3 separate regions of the Sus scrofa genome follow, and all the other regions are linked to region 3. Evidence: chromatin contacts called from public HiChIP or PLAC-seq and promoter capture Hi-C data. All regions are on one chromosome and are shown on one strand. The core of a region is the stretch at or near the end of the contact, and the rest is flanking DNA. Distances in the headings are between cores, read along the strand shown.

Region 1 (3,230 bases), core at 65-2,564, 350 kb before region 3:
ATTCATTTCCACTGCACCACGACGGGAACTCCTCTTGGGGTCTGTTGTTGAACCTCTGCCACCATGGGGTGCCCCGGGTTCCATTTGTATGTGTTTATTTCACAGTCATTACATTCACCCCTAACATCTGAGATGTAAGGGACACCATGGCCACATCACTGCCAAGGTCACTCAGCAGAGGCAAGGTTGGAACCCAGCTCTCCCCAGAGCCTGGTGTCCAACCTCACCGTGCTGCCCGGAAGCGTGGGAATGGACCTCCCTGTTTTGAGCTAGAGTTCCTCTCAGTTAGGGGGTGGTTTTCCCACACTGGTCAGCTGCCCTTTCATCAGCTTCCCTCTGCCCAGGTCCCAGGGCTCAGGAGGCCCGCGTCTCCTTGTACCCTCTCTGATCAGCAGAACTGTCCTGTAACCCTTCCCGAGATGGGTTAATGCCTCTGCAGTCACATGGGCAGTGACTTCACCTGATGCCCCCATGTTGAAATAGTCTCTCCTGAATCAAATTGCAACATCATCAAATATTCATGGAGAGCTCACAAGACATTAGGAGCTAGACCTGCAAAGAGAGTCTTGATACCATTGGGGGGAATACACAATTTGAGTCAATGTGTATTTGCCTTCTCTGTGCCAGGCACTGAGAGTGCAGGTGGAACCCAGCTGTTTCTTGGCTCACGGCCTGCCTCCTGCCTGAATCTAAAAAGACGACTTCTGCCCACAAGGTTGAGGAAGCCAGGAACTTGCTGCCAGAGGCAGCAGGGAGCCACGGAAGGCTCTAGCGGGGGAGCGGGTAGGTGACAGCGTTAGAAAACACTACAAAGTGCTAGGTGGCCAGTGTGTAGGCTGGGCTGAAGTGAGGGCGAGCCAAGGCAGGGCTAAGGCTGTGCTCAGCCAGGAGAGGTCGGGCCCTGATGATGCAGGCAGGAGCTGAGCGGGAAGGGGAGGTGCAGAGGTGAAGCCGCGCTCAAGGTGACCGCACACGAAGCAGCAAAACCAGTTCTAGTTTCCGACCAGCTCAGGGGGCTCAGCGCTGGCGCTGGCCCAAGTCCCCACTCTAGCCTTTCAGTCCGGAGGGGATCATTTCCAACGGGTGGAGGGAACCTTCCCGGAGGCTGCCCCGCATCTAGAGATGCCTGCAGCTAGTTACGGTACTGAGTGACTTTTGTCCTTTGCAGCAAAAACACAAACCAAAAACACAAAGCAAAAAACCTGCCACGGAGCGGCCGCTCAGCATCCATTGGGAGCAGCGGCCGGGCCCGGCCCGCGCATGCGCAGCGCCTTCGGCTGCCTGGGACTACAAGTCCCGCCGTGCCCCGCGCGCGCCCGCGGCCGCTTGCCTCCCGGAAGTGGAGCTGGGGGGCAGCGTCTCAGATCTCTGCGCTGGGGCTGGCTGGCCGGCTGGTTCGGGGTGGCGGCGGGAGCGAGGAACCCGATGCGGGCGAGCGGCACCGGGGATGGCTGCGGCTGGAGGCGGGGACTGCGAGGGCGCGGCGCCCGAGGCGGACCGTCCTCACCAGCGGCCCTTCCTGATCGGGGTGAGCGGCGGCACCGCGAGCGGCAAGGTAAGGGGCTGGGCGGCGCGGCGGGGCCTGCGCGTCACCCCGACCCCCGGTCCCTAGGGATTCCGGGGCCCGATGCGGCCTTTGTCCAAAGAGAGACCCCAGCCCCAAGCTGCTGAGGCTGGGGGCGGAGGGTCCCCCGAGGACTAGGCTTGGACCCGGCGCAGGCAAGAGGAGGGGGGAGCCGAGCCCTGGACCCTGGGGGCCACCCCAGACTCCCCGCTGGCCTGGCCTCTCGTGGCTTCTAGGCCTGCGCGGCTCCAGCCAGTGCCCCGAGGCCCTCCCGCCAAGTGCAGCCCCGCCTGCCACTGGCCGGTCTGGCAGCCCCTCAGGGAGTTGCTGGGTCAGGGTGGGCGTTTCCAGGCGGGGATCCTGTTTCTCTGTTCCCAGTCAACTGTCTGTGAGAAGATCATGGAGCTGCTGGGACAGAATGAAGTAGACCACAGGCAGCGGAAGCTGGTCATCCTGAGCCAAGACAGGTTCTATAAGGTCCTGACCCCGGAGCAGAAGGCCAAGGCCTTGAAGGGACAGTACAATTTTGACCATCCAGGTAGAGAGAGACTCCAGGGGTGAGGAGGGAGTGGGGGAGGAGGCAGACCGCAGAGACTGGGTCCGGGTTGGACAGGGATAAGAAGAGACCTGAGTGGTTCCGTGAAATCACCGCGGTGGCGGGCTGCGTGCCTGAGCCAGGAGGTCACTCCCAAGCTCTCTGGGCCCTGGGTGGCTCCCTGGGTTGGACTCGCAGGAAGTCCACACCCCAGGAGGTCTTCAGGACCACTGCTCTGCCCCTAACTTCTGTGGTCATGGAGCTGTCCCCCTGCTTCCTGTGCTAAGGGCCCTCTGCACAGGCCACATCCACTGTGGCCTTTCGTTTCCCCACCCTCCCTGGGGGGCAGAGTCCTCCAGAGGCCAGCAGTGGGGGGCAGCGTGTAAACGCGGACCAGAGGCCTTTGAGGCTCCGTTTCCTGGTCTGGTCAGGGGCCAGCGGAACAGGTCAAGATGGGATGGATAAGGGGAAGAGCCGGGCTGCTCCTGCCTGCTGCTACTAGAAGATTCCGCCCTGTGGCTGGCTCCCATCTTTACTTCATTCCACGGGAAGGAGGCCTGAGAAGCGTCAGTTTAGTTATTTTCCAGAAGGGGAGAGAAAAGCCGCCCAGCACCCCGACCTCCCCGGCTGGGTGATCAGAGACCTGTGTCTGCCCTTTAGGGTCTTTGGAATCACCAGCACCCAGCTGTGCTGACCCCGGGGCAGAGCCAGTGCCGACCTGCCCCCAGGCAGGGACAGTGGCATTGCCTGGCCTTTTCCTCCATCCCTGCAGATGCTTTTGATAACGAGCTGATGCACAGGACGCTGACACGCATCGTGGAGGGCAGAACTGTCGAGGTCCCAACCTATGATTTTGTGACCCACTCCAGGTGAGCTGGCGCCCGCGGCCCCCTCCCGCCCGCCGGGATGTGCCCCCGGCCCGGAGTCAGTGCCTTCCTGGGCTTGCCCGCAGGCTAGCGGAGACCACGGTGGTCTACCCCGCGGACGTGGTCCTGTTCGAGGGGATCCTGGTCTTCTACTCCCAGGAGATCCGGGACATGTTCCACCTGCGTCTCTTCGTGGACACCGACTCTGACGTCAGGCTGTCGCGAAGAGGTGAGGCGGCCGCGAGCCTCTCTGCCCCGGCCGGGG
Region 2 (3,346 bases), core at 265-2,764, 330 kb before region 3:
ACTCTCCCACTGATGCTGTTTAAAAAGGGCATTTCTGTCACCAAGGCGCTGAACAAATTACAATTCCTTCTAATTCACCCGGAATGGAGTTGTTTGGCTTACACCACAGCCCTTGGGTAGGCAAGTCTCCACAGTCGGCTCAGTAACCCCACCACGGTCAGAGCCACGACATTCAAGTTGATGTCAGCCGTCACCACGACAGGGCGCTGCAAAAATCCCAACATCTTGTAGAAAAGCAGGGGGCCTGGGAGGATGGCCTGGAAAAGCAGGGAATAGCGAACATCAGAATGCGGGTGGCCTCCTGAAGGCGCCAGGAGGCTGTGACAGGACCCAGCATGCACCAGCAGTTAACAGCGGTGGGAACGCGAATCTCAGGACTGGACTTCCGAGGTGGCAGCAACCTGGTTTGAGGAGGTGACTGCAGCCGATCAGGTCGCTGCAGAGCCACGGATCCCGGACCAAGCTCCGTGGCTTCAAGGATCCTGAGTTGCTGCAGGTGTGACATATGTTGCAGTGGAGGCTTGGATTCAATCCCTGGCCCACAGAACTTCCATATGCCATGGGCGGCCATAAAAAAAAGGAATGAAGGAGGGAAAGAAGGGAGGGAAAAGAAAAATCTCAGGACGGAATATTCCCATCAACCAATGCGATGGCCTCCCAGCCCCTCCCTGCCTGGGCAGTGTGGCCAGCTTACAGCCTGGTGACGTCCACCCCCTGAGCCTTGGAGTCTCCTCACCTGCCCCAAGAGCCTCCCTCCCTTCCCGCCTTGTGACAGCAGCAACCCCTGGGCGCCCCTTTTCTTCCTCACTGAGGGTGCATCTGCATAGGGCACCCTGCTTCCTCCCCAAATTTCCATCTTCCCTTGGGCTCCACTTCTCTTAAGGCTGCATCTGTCCTGGGCACCCCCTTTCTAGCATCTGGCCCCTGGCGGTCTCCTTCTATCGGATAGGCTATACCTACCCTGGATGCCCGCTTCTCTCCCTGCAGCTATGTCTGCCCCGAGGACCCCTCTTCTCTCCAGAGACCCTGTAGGCCCTGGGAGGCCCCCACGCCTCTACCGGGCACTCCCTCGCCCTTCTGAGGGCGCTACTTTCCCCAAAGGTTTCTCCTGCCCCGGGGCGCCGCCCTCCCTGCCCCGGGCACACCTGCCCGGGGACGGGGGCCCACAGGCTGCATCTAACTGCAGGCCCCCTTCCCGGTGCGCCCCTGCCCTCGGCCGGGCCGCCTGGTCGGGCAGGACCCCGCCGCCAGGGCCTCGGCTCCCCGCAGGTCGCGCCCGCTTGTCCCCTACGGGCTCTCTGGTCCCGACTGAGCTCTGGTTCCCGACGCCCCAAACGTACCCGCGTTTCAAGTCCCAGCAGAGCCGCTCCCCGCCACGCCTCGGATCCGCCTGCGGGTGGGGCCGGGGGCCGGGGGCCGAGGGCCGGGGGGAAAGGGGCCTGACCGTTGGGGGCGAGGCCGCTCGGCACTCTTCGCGGCCCACTGGCCCGCTCGGCACTCGATTCACCGCGCCTGCGGGGCCCGTCGCGGGTGCAGCGCGCGTGCGCACTGGGCGAGCGCAGCGGGGGGCTCAAGGCGCTCCGGGATCGCAGTGCACGCTGAGCTTGCGGCTGTCCTTTTACAACGACGCAGTGGGAGCCTGTCCGCCTCCCGCTGTGTGGCGCGGAAGCGTGCGCAGGCGAAGGCGGGCAGGGTCTGCTCCGCGGGCTTCTTCTCCCACCCCCCCCGCCCCCTGCTGCGCGGCCTTAGCAGTCCCGGCCAAGCCAGTTCTGCAGCGCGACTAGTACCTTTGGTTAATGACCTGGCCGGTTAAGGGGCAAGCAGGCAACCCTGCTGCCCAGTGCCATCCCCTCGACTATGGGAGCTAATACCCACGGACAGAAGTGTGCAAATTAATGACTGGAATTCCGGCTCTTTAGTGTTTTCCCGTGTTGGTGACTCAACATCCAGCGTAGCGCCGGTTACTCTGGACTTAGCCAGGCAGTGGAGAGGCTCTCACGCAGAGGGCTTCCTGGGATCCGAGGGAGTGGGGTCAGTGGGGCCCTAGGGCTCCTTCGTGGCCAGGCTCCAGAACGTTCCCCAGGAGCAAAGAATGGGGGTGGGTGTGGTCCTGAGAGTTGAGGGCCGCCCCTGCCTGGGTACCTTGCTTCGATAGAAAGGAGGCTCAGTGGGAATCTGCCGGCGGGGTTTCCCCTTGAAATTAATTGGGGATGATTTTATAAGTTTCTTGCATTCTTATCTGGTGCCAGGCACTGTCCTAAGGGCTGCTGCCCGTGACCTCTTTGCATCCCCGATGCCCAAGAGGTAGGTACTGTTCACAACCCACGTTTTACAGTTGTGGAAGTTGTGATTTTGAGTGATGAAGCGTATTTCCGGAGACCACACAGCTAGTGATGGCAGGGCGGAGCGCTACTCCTTGATCCTAAATCCAAGATCTTGACCCTTTCCCCTGCCTGGCCTGTTCTTTCCTGTCCCAAAGTGTAGCAAGATCCTCTCCTACTTACAGCAAAAGAAAAGGGACAACAAAACAGGACAAATCAAATGCCAATCTCCTCTGACCCACCCACTTCTCATAGAAAGTGGGGTGAGGGCAGGCAGGGCCAAGGCCCACTGAAGCCAGGTTTCAGCCCTCCCCCCATACATCCTAAGGCATTTCAGCCTGGTCACTCCTCATTTCCAAGTAAATTAAGGAAAACTCTTCCAGCTGTAAGTCTCTAGTCAAAGGACAAGAGCCAAGGGGCATATAACCTAAAAAGCATGCTCATCTTCAGTATTTTTTTTTTACTTTTTTTTATTTAAATAAGGAGAATTCTTTCATATGGAAAGAGCTAGTACAATCACATATTTGAAAGGAGAAACAACAGGTACTGAACTGGAGGGAGGGTGAAGGGTAAGTGTGCCATCACGGCCTGGTGAACCCACGGTTCCATTTCCCATCCAAGGTAAAAAGCTCCCCCAAACAATGTCCAAACAAGCTGCACGTTACACCTTTAGCCATCGTCTGCCCTTTCAAATATCTGGTCTACATGAAAAGACAAAGAGAGGAAAGGCCAAAATAAGAAAGGAAACAAAAACAAAAACCCTCTCAAGAACAACAAAAAAAAACCCCAAACCGTTTTTACTACGCAAGGCCTGAGGTCAAAAGCTTGGAGTACAGTTTCGCCTCTAAACAATGGAAGAAAGTCATCCAGAGAGCCTTGACAGACAGTTCCGCTCCGAGGCTTCGCAACAGGCTGAAGACAGGGCCCTGGGGACACTGCTCCCATCTTGGAGGCCACCTAACTGGGGTGGAGAAACGGTGAACGGCAGGTTGGACGCGCCTGGACGATCGCTAGCCAGGTGTGCG
Region 3 (3,085 bases), core at 264-2,763:
CAGCTGCTGGCCTACACCACAGTTACAGCAACGCCGGATCCTTAACTCACTAAGTGAGTCCAGGGATCAAACCCGAAACCTCATGGTTCCTAATCGGATTTGTTTCCACTGGGCCCCGACGGGAACTCCCCTACTTGGGTCTTGTAACCAGTAACCCAGGAAGGTGGTTGTTCTTAAACCTCTTCATCCTTCTGCCCCAGCATATCTGAGGAACATGGCACACTCACTGGGTGGCTCATCCAGGGCAGTGATTCTCAAGGAGAAAGAGAGCATCACAGCTCTAAACATGGTATGGATTACTACGCTTTAAATGCACTTCAGTGATTAGTTGTTCAGATACCTAAAGTCTTCCTACAACACAGTCCTGTTTTCTTGTGAATTCCCTCTCATCATTTGGCTCAGCTGGCCCGCTCAAGTGTTCTGACTTCAGGTTGATTTCCAGGACCAAAAGAGTCCTCCAGTTCCAGTTAACTAAAGCTCTTACAAGGTTCAGTGATGAACGGGCAAGCCTGGACCACCTTACAGAAGTACTGGCACCTGAGAGAGGGTCTTGAAAACACTAACGACAAACACCTAAATTTCTGCACGCTTGTCAAATGAGGCTTTGGGCAAGTTACTTTCTGAGCCTCAACTTGCTACTCTATATTAACAAGCACTTCGTAAGTTGCTGTGATAATTATCAGTGCCTGGCATAAAGCAAACGCTCGATACACAGTGGTTATGACCACTACTCCGACCACCACATTAGAGTAGGTAGGAGAAGAGTTCCCTTGTGGTCTAGCGGTTAAAGGATCCAGAGTTGTCACTGCAGCAGCTCGGGTTCGATCCCTGGACCAAAAACTTCCGCAAGCCGCGAGCGCGGCCAAAAAAAAAAGCGTAGTTAGGATAACTCAAGAAGCTCAGACAAGACCAACTAGGGCGGCAAAACTGCATTCAGTGGGGCTTTTACGCCGGCGGCACGGCAGAGCTCTCCAGGACGCGTTGGTGAGAACCGTGAGCCCGGCAAACAGTTCGAGCTGCAGGCGGGGGGCGGGGCAGCCGACACTCGCGTCTCGCAGGCAACACCTGAACTAAGAAAGGGGGGGAGGCCCCGGCCAGTGTCTGACCTTCATCTCCCGCTCGGGGATCACGGCGTCCATCTCGTCTCCCATCTCGCCGCTCTCAACTGGTCAAAGCAGCCACCGCGGCTGCCCGGGGCCTCGCCAACACTACCCAGGCGCTTCCAGGCCAACTTCCTTTCTTCAGGTTGAGCAGCGCTCCGCAGATTACGTACTTCCGGCGCGCATTGGTGACGTCAAGCTCCTCGGTCCGCGGACCTGTGAAGGGAGGCTGAGGGCCCTTCTGAAGTCTTGAGCCCTCCTGGCCGCCGCCTCCCATTGGCTGGCTTGGACCGAGTAGGGGGCGTGGCCCGGGAGCTGGGGCGCCTGCGCGCGGGAGGTCCGGTTGCAGCAGCCGCTTTAGCAGGTGGCGCGGTTTCGCTTTCGTTCTTTGAGCGGTGCACCTGCAGGGCCTCCACGCTCGTTTAATGGAAACGACACTGTAATCTGTGGATGTAGGTGGTTATTAATAGCTCCAATTGTAGAGAAGTTAGGAACTTGACAAATACTTCCAAGGGGCAGCTCCTGAGAAGGGCTTTGGAGGCCGGGAGAGTGGAGGGAAAAGTGCGGGAAGTTGGTGAGGTGGGTGTCGCCAGCGAGACTCTTCTGTGTCTAATGGCTGAAAGGGGAGATTAGAGGGCACCAGTGATTAGCTTTGTTTACGCCTTTCAAGGTAATCGTTTCCGGTGCAAGGGCCCAAAAACTGGGCAAAACACTATTTAATTTATGGTTTTTAGGCCCCGCCTGTGTGGCATATGGAAGTTCCCAGGCTAGGGGTCTAATTAGAGCTACAACGGGCAGCCTACACAGCAGGCCACAGCAACGCGAGATCCCCGACCCCACCGAGCCAGGCCAGGGATGGAACCCGCATGGTCCTGGATACTAGCCAGATTTATTTCCGCTGTGCCACAACGGGAACTCCCACAAAACACTTTAGATGTGTTGTTTACTCTTCAGTAGTCACCTAGGGGTTGTCACTGCCATTTAATTGATTGAGGTGACTGGAAGCACAGAGGAGTTAAGAAAATTCCCCAGTGCCCCTCAAGTGGTGAAGGCAGGATTAGAGTTCGGCTTGTCTGAATATACTGATTGCTGACTATGACACAGTCCTACGTAGAGATTTTTGCAGTGGAACTGTAAATGCTCTAGGACAGAGATTCTTAGCTTGGAGGCTGTGATCAGCTCCCGGGAAGATGGGGGGAGGGGTACGTATTCTGTCACTGCTTGGTTTTCAGCAGACTCCTCATCTGCTCCAAGCCTGCTTCTCATTTCTCAAACAAAAATGACATAATGGAACCTTACTCATGGGGTTGCTATGAGAAGCAAAGGAAGTTCAACGTTTAACAGCACCTGGCACACAGGACACATTCTTTTAGTCTGTCACTATATCAGCTAGTGCTTCTCAGTTTACTAAGGCCCAGAACCACCCCCAAAATACACCAATCAAGACGTTGATAAGTTTGTTTTATTTCCATTCTGTAGAGATATCTGGTACCGCACACACTCACATGCATACATACACACATACTGCATCCACCTGAATTTGCCCCATACACTCCCTCCTTTCCAATGGCAGGGGTGAAGCCATATTGGCAGCCCCCAAGTTGCTGGTTATATTAGTTAGATTTGGTCTTTCAGAGAGGAAACAGCGGAACTTCTAAGAAGCTGAGCCCATGGCCAGAAAAATAAGAGTCCTAGAGCTAATGGCCACAACCTGAAATACACACACACACACACACACACACACACACACACACACACACACACACACACACACACACACACACACACACACACACACACACACACACACACACACACACACACACACACACACACACACACACACACACACACACACACACACACACACACACACACACACACACACACACACACACACACACACACCCTTTCCAGGGACCACTCTTGAGACCCAGGAGCTGAGTTCCAAGACACGTGAAGGAACCGAGGGGGTTTCCCAGGAC

Evidence for each region. Promoter capture Hi-C pulls out the DNA fragments that hold promoters and counts their contacts. HiChIP or PLAC-seq counts read pairs in DNA pulled down with a chosen protein or histone mark.
Region 1: an H3K27ac HiChIP or PLAC-seq map of skeletal muscle shows a contact between it and region 3, with 3 times the contacts expected there. The contact joins the promoter of UCK1 here to the promoter of NUP214 in region 3. A contact is called at or near these places in 2 of 2 datasets of contacts at active chromatin or transcription factors (alveolar macrophages and skeletal muscle).
Region 2: a contact with region 3 is called in a promoter capture Hi-C map of fetal liver, with 3 times the contacts expected there. The contact joins the promoter of POMT1 here to the promoter of NUP214 in region 3. A contact is called at or near these places in 1 of 5 promoter capture datasets (fetal liver) and 2 of 2 datasets of contacts at active chromatin or transcription factors (alveolar macrophages and skeletal muscle).

The regions. Positions count from the first base shown.
Region 1 is chr1:271,451,895-271,455,124 of Sscrofa11.1, reverse strand. UCK1 (uridine-cytidine kinase 1) reads left to right here and starts at 1,314. Exons shown (of 7, transcript XM_003122250.4): 1 at 1,314-1,555; 2 at 1,943-2,102; 3 at 2,872-2,968; 4 at 3,052-3,194. The coding sequence starts at 1,448.
Region 2 is chr1:271,430,364-271,433,709 of Sscrofa11.1, reverse strand. It overlaps POMT1 (protein O-mannosyl-transferase 1), which reads right to left and starts at 1,514. Exons shown (of 21, transcript XM_021070519.1): 1 at 1,341-1,514; 2 at 402-490; 3 at 103-257. The coding sequence starts at 224. PRRC2B (protein PRRC2B) reads right to left here. Exons shown (of 33, transcript XR_002337933.1): 33 at 2,774-3,346.
Region 3 is chr1:271,102,266-271,105,350 of Sscrofa11.1, reverse strand. It overlaps NUP214 (nuclear pore complex protein Nup214), which reads right to left and starts at 1,513. Exons shown (of 35, transcript XR_002337892.1): 1 at 1,107-1,513.